Regions from separate parts of the Zea mays genome. Here region 2 is linked to region 1. The links are chromatin contacts, called in public Hi-C maps. All regions are on one chromosome and are shown on one strand. The core of a region is the stretch at or near the end of the contact, and the rest is flanking DNA. Distances in the headings are between cores, read along the strand shown. Region 1 has its middle 38 kb from the start of LOC541657. Region 2 has its middle 64 kb from the start of LOC100240697.

What was found. A called contact is a pair of places that touch in the nucleus more often than the background predicts.
Region 2: a contact with region 1 is called in a Hi-C map of ear, with 2.3 times the contacts expected there. The contact joins two enhancer-like sites. A contact is called at or near these places in 3 of 25 Hi-C or Micro-C datasets (ear, tassel and an unstated tissue).

Annotation. Positions count from the first base shown.
Region 1 is chr10:60,567,274-60,570,646 of Zm-B73-REFERENCE-NAM-5.0, forward strand. No RefSeq gene overlaps it. Among protein-coding and RNA genes, the nearest start is that of LOC541657, 38 kb to the left of the region's middle. Within about 2 kb of position 1,653, at least 20 of the 20 cell types and tissues checked have an H3K27ac peak or open chromatin away from gene starts, as enhancers often do. A contact at or near this core is called in ear and tassel, where this site is marked.
Region 2 is chr10:60,830,451-60,833,758 of Zm-B73-REFERENCE-NAM-5.0, forward strand. No RefSeq gene overlaps it. Among protein-coding and RNA genes, the nearest start is that of LOC100240697, 64 kb to the right of the region's middle. Within about 2 kb of position 1,926, at least 17 of the 20 cell types and tissues checked have an H3K27ac peak or open chromatin away from gene starts, as enhancers often do. A contact at or near this core is called in ear and tassel, where this site is marked.

The sequences.
Region 1 (3,373 bases), core at 403-2,902:
GACGAAAATATTGTCCCGTTAAACGTTTATTTTCGTCGGCCGGGCTGAGGCCGACGAAAATAAAGGACGTATGTTCGTCGGTCGGGCTGAGGCCGACGAACATAAAGGACGTATTTTTGTCGGCCGGGCTGAGGCCGACGAATATAAACAATATTTTCGTCGGTGCGGAGGCCGACGAAAATAACTTTTGTATTTTCGTCGGCCTCCCGACGAAAATATGGCTTGGCCCACGAAAATAGTGCACATTTTCGTCGGTTACGAGGGCCGACGAAAATAACATTGCATTTTCGTGGGCCGGCCGACGAAAATAGCCCGGCCTACGAAAATTTATGCTTTTCCTGTAGTGTCATTTTAGCTCTTTTGGACATAGTACCTTCAAATTGCATTCAAGTAGACGTGTGCTCATAAGCATAGCAAACAAGTTGGCCCATGTTGGTGTGTTGGACACTTAATCATAAAAACAGGTAGAAATGGATATTTTCCTTTCATGTGCTCACTCTCCGGTTAACCAGGTTTGGCCCAATCGATCGTGTAGTGTTACGGCGATAAACCATGGCCCATGTCGAATCTAAACGGAGGTACACTTCCTACATCCCACTAGTAGAAAAGAGATCTAAGCTGACGGTACGCATGAATTTTCACTGGCGGTTTTAGTTACCACGCGCCAGTGAAAATAACGGGCGGGGCCTATTGAAGAAACCACCAGTGGAAATAGCCTTTTCATTGGTGGTTCCAAAATATCCGCTAGTGGAAATGTCGATTCCTATTGGCTTTTAGCACTTGCGGCACTGAAAAACATAAGTGCAAATAGCTCTAGTATCGTCGTTATAGAGGTTCTGTGTACTAGCGTCCGTGACTGTCACATGACGACACATATAATATTAGATATTTCACAGTTTTGTCGAATACGAATCTGGAACAACATAGAGAAAATACTAGAAATCAAATTAGGATATATCCATTTGACATTCATATTAAAATCGAATACGAATAAAAATATCTATATTAGCATTTTTTAGCAAATATGAATACGAACAATTCGGATTCCGAGACATCCATATCCATATCCTTAGGCTAGCTTGTGCGTGTCGTGGTCCAAGGTTGAGTGATGTGTATAATGCATACGATTTTTGTCTTAAAAATTTCTATATGTGTAAGAGAAGAAGGTTTAAGAAAGAGGTTTGCCATTCGTTTGTATAAAACTGAATTACTTTGATATCTAAATTTAGGTAGATTTAGATTAGATAAGACTGCAGATGTGGATGGGAAGGAAGAATGGATTTAGTAGAGGGGACGTTCTACACGCGTTACACGTTCGTCACATAGAGGGCCCCGCGCAACATCGCTTTGCCAGTTTGGCAGCTGTCAGCTCCGATCCCGGCCTTGTGCTGGCCTGGAGCTGGAGGACGTACGACGAGTCGACGACGACGGTGAGCCGGTGAGGTGAGTAGGTGACCACCGCCCGTGAAATGGATTGCAGACACGCATCCCCTGCGCCCGCTGCACTGCACGTTCGGCACATGCATGCATGCCTGCCAGTGTACATACTTTACAGTTTACATCTATCACGGGTCGTCCTTGTGTGGGGACTGGGGTACGTATGCATGTCGGTACGTGGGAAACTGGGAGTAAACGACTAAAACGTCCTTGCATATGCATGCATGCACTGTGAGTCCGTGGCCAAGCACGGCACGAGGTGGTCGTGGTCCACGCATGCCATGCATGCATTCTCGCTCTTGTATCGCGATTCACGCCCGGTGGGCCCTGCTGGTGATGATTCTATTGAATTATTGATACGTACTGTACAACACTCTACGATCGGCCTAAGTTGTTCTTACTCATCAGGGAGCATATGCATATGCATTTTAATGCAGTAGTTCATTGGCCTCTGGCAACATCGCCCGAGAACTGAGAATAACAACGAGAAATAATTCACGTACGTTTTGCAATAACCGGAAGATAGCATTAACATATATAGGTCAAGATCTTGACCTATATATGTAAAAAGCCTACCGCTTGTGTACGTAGAGCTAGTGAGAGAAAGCCAAGGCCAATAAAGCTAGGAAGGCAACTATACAAATTAATGGACACAAAAGCTGATGGAAGACATGCCGCTTTTTTATCAATCTGGATCGAACAGAAGATGCAATCCTTCTGTTCAACCAGTACCCCTGGGTGCTGCCGTATTCTGCTGGAGTAGTTCATTGGTCTCCAGAGTTTTACACATGATTGCTGGCACCGCCGGATCGCAAATTTGATAGAGCAGGCGTATGCATCGCCCATCCTAGCTACACTGTGAAAAACTACAATATATAATAATCAAGAACAACTCTCTTGTTCTCGTTGGCCTTTGCCGAACATTGCAATAGTTATTTTTAACTATATATAAAAATCTTCGGTCTACTTTCATGAAAGTTCATTTTTCATTTTCCTCTCAAGTCCCGTAGATATAACGGTATTTTTCTTTTCACGTTGTGCAAAATGAACATGAGACCTGAACCAAAGGTCTGACATGCTCTTATCCTGTACGATTCGGTGGTATGGGTTTATTTTTGGAAGGCTTACACAATATATTTTTTTCAAGCAAGCATCTATAGTAGCTAGCTACTGAACCAAGAAAAAAAACGAGTGTAGTTTTTAAGGCAACCGAGTATTGCAACTTTTGGGTAGCATTAAAAAAAATATATAGAAGTAACAAGAAATTAAAACATTATTTTTGTTTACCATGCCATGTATAGCTACCGAAAAGCTCTAATTAACATGTTAGATAATGGCTCCATTTAAACATCAAATCAATTCCTAAGGCCACTAATAAATAGATTCCAAAAGACACTGATACATAAGCTAGGGATACATCACAAGTGGCGAAAACGATCATGTCTATCTATCACATTTGATCTAAACTCATGAAGGATCACATCGTGAGTTACAATGGAGTTTGCTCTAGTATGATTGACGAACTGGCCATGAAGTCAATCAACCTCCTAGAACATTGTAGACCAGATCAACAAGTATGGTCGTTCCTGACTTTTTAGGGCTCCCAGGGCAAAATCCGATATAGAGACCACATACACACAAACATATATATAATTATACATATATTATTGAATATTTGACGTATAAAAATTATTATGCACTATTTTGAAGTTTATAAGATGACAAATGTAAAATATAGCCAAAAACATTTACTTGTTATCTGATATCATTAAAAATATCTTCTAACATTTTGTGATACAAAGTCATCGCTTATATCATTGAGATCAATCTCATTCAACAACTTCTTTTCGATACATATATAGAATCGCCAAGCCATTTAACCTCCCTTGAGTTATTGTTGAACTTAAATAGTTCATAAAAATATTTCAATTTTAAA
Region 2 (3,308 bases), core at 676-3,175, 260 kb after region 1:
TATAAGTGTGTCACGCGTTGCGTTGAGAGAGCATATTTGTTTAAACTGGGCTGATAGTCAACGGTAATTGTTCTGATCTTTGATCTCTAATACCCGAGATTTCGTTGTCAACATGCATGACGTGCGCTGGTGCCGCGCGAAAAAAAAACCCGGAAAAGAAAACTAGAAACGAATCGGAAACACGAGCTCACGAGAAAAAGCTCAGAAATCGCCCGTGTATGTGATATCCACGTGCGCCTTGTTTGAAAAAAAAGTCTGGAACAGGAAACCGCCAGAGATGGGAAAGAAATTCAAAACTGCTCGTGTGCGTGACATACAACGTGCGCCTGTGGAAACAAAAAAAAGTCGGGAACACCAAAACCTTCTGCGCATGAGGTAGGATTATATTAGCGGCCGCCTCACAAAAAACTATGAAAGGTAATCATTTTAAGAGCAAATTCAACAGATTAATCAAAAAATAATTATATTTACTGATTTAGCTACTCTATATTGATAGACTAGTGCAACGGACTAGATAAATTCAGAACACAAGTGAAGCATACTATTAAATAGAGAGTGGATGTGTAAAAATAGAGAGCTAAGATATTTGAAGAGTTATTTATAAAGTCTACGTGTTTCTTTTAAAAGTAGCCAAATTTATTATTATAAAACGATCTGGCTGGTATCTTAGAGTTGTTCTAATTGGGCTTCTCTACTACTCCTACCTCCTCTCCAGTATTACATGTTTAATAAAGAAAGCAAAGTTGACGTCAGCAACAAACAGGAATCCCCAGGTGCATTAGTCACGATCGTTACCATGCGGAATCGGAAGACATGCGCGCATCTGCGTCTACGTGTCCCTACAGGAACCCAAAGGGAAAAAAACGATAGAAGTCGTACTTGACTCGTGTAAGACGACCTGCATATCTACGTGTCCCTTGGGGAGTCCAAACAAGAAAAAAAAAACGAAGGTTCATATTTTACACTAATGCATTCGCGTAGACACGCGCGTTGGAGTAATTGTTTTAGCATGAGAACAAGTTTGTTTTTAAATTATGCATCCACCACTTTATTACTGTACTACTACTTCACAGATCCTTTTTATATATATAGAAGTGAGTAATGTGCTCTAAATTTAAATATGGGATCTTTTTAGAATCGGGTTATATTTTTATTCATATTTAATTAAAATTATTAAGGGCCAAGAAACCGCCACCATGGATAAGGAGCACTGTAGGAAGAGGTGGCAATAGTGGTTTAATTTAGCATGTAAATCAATATGAATAATCCAAGTAAATTCCAAGGAGAAAATCCGTATCCAAACAAACCAATAACAATCGAAGTGTTTGTATAGCTAAAAAAATAAGATTTTTTCAAAAAATATATGTGGTCGGTAGATCAAATCTAAATCAAATGGTTTTCCTTCTCAACCCATTTTTAAAATCACAACTTCAATTACAACTACAATTTCTTTGTACAATTTTGACCAAGTCAACACCATGACAAGGATGATTTGAAAGAAATCAAATGCTTTCAAAAAAAATGAATTCAAGCTCTGCTGAAATTTAACCCTGTAACTTTTTTCAAACATGTTGTCATTTAACTTTAAAACCTGAAATCTAAACTCCTACTCACCTCCATCGAAAAAGGTTCACAAGAAAAACTGTGCATTCACGGTGCATGAGTGAGAGTAACTTGAGTTGATTTTTTTATGGGAGTTTAGCCTATTAAATTTGATTGTTTTTAGGTTAAAATCTCCTCTCAAAAGTTACATTGGAATACCTGAAGGGAAGAGAAATATAACCCATCTTGCCTCCTAGCCGAATAGGCCTCACTTCGTTCCTCCCTCTCCATTTTCCGTCAGGCTCCTTCAAGATCCCTCAGCCCATCAGCTCTCCCTCGCGGGTCGCGACGCCAGGCCTAGTTTCTCTCTCGCCCCCACAGGGCACAGGCCAACTTCCGTCCTCCCACCCCTCTACCCGCATATCCTAGATGGACAGAAACCTAGCTCGCTTTCTCTGTCTTTCCACTTGGGCCGAAGCCTCTTCTCCACCTCTCTAGCGCAACGGCGTAAGTCTGCTAGGGCTCAGCCCAGCTCGCCGCTGCACTCTAGGGCATATGGTTTTTTGCATTTACGGTGTAAGCATGATACACAAGTTTTAGAAGTTTTTTTGCAACTGTTTGTGTCAAAGTGTTCATAAATAGAACACGTGTCAACTAAGTTTTATAAACATTCAATTATAACTCTCCAATTTACACCATATAGATAAATTTCTTTATTATTTTCATTTAAACGTTGTTACACACATTCATATAGGTATTTATTTATTTTGGAATAGCAAATTTATTTTTTTGGCATGTTTACAATTGTATATCAATTAAATTAGTTATTGCGTACATGTTTATAGAAATTTTAAAAGAATATGTAAATGTGATTAAAAAAACTCCAAAATTTAACATGGACACATATCATTATGATAAAAATATGGCACAAAAGTTTTAGAAGATTTTGCAACTGTTTTTTTGTCAAAGTGCTAACAAGTACAACATATCTCAATTAAGTTTCATAAATATTCAACTACAACTCTTCACTTTAGACTATATAGATAAATTTATTCATTATTTTCATTTAAATTTTGGTACGCACGTTCATATAGGATATTCATTCATTTTGAAATGGCATATTTATTTATCATGCCACATTTACTATTTTATATCAATTTTATTTTACTTGTATATGTACAAATGTGAGTACTTTGATTTGGCTTCTGAAACGTCATTACTTTGATTTGGTAGTTTCAAAATATTATTCATACAATTTTAGTTGATTTCATTATGGGGATCATGGGGAATCTACTTTGATTTAAGTTCACTTTGACTATCCCTATACTTGTACTTAAATTAAATCCACCTCAATTAAATTGTAAGATATATAGTTTGAGTTGAATTGAGTAAATATCCTAATACGAATATAGATTCTAACTATCTATTTTATATTCGCATCCAAGGATATTTGGATCCGTATTTGTATTTGATTAAAATATGATAAATTATGATATTCTAATTCAGATCCGTGTGTATTCAATCCACTTACACCCAACCTGGAGGCTAGAACGTATCTGCCCTCAGAACCGTTGTCGCAAGCCTACACTCCTTGACATTAGCGCACACCTGCTCCCCCTATATGACAGTCACACGTCTCGATGGAAGCACGAACACCCAAGAGGGATGGCCTGGCCTGCTACAGAATCCTCATAGCCACTAGAACAATAGCAGACACAGTCAGTCATGACTCATGGCCAAGCCATAGCTGCCTGTCCTAGTGTTCT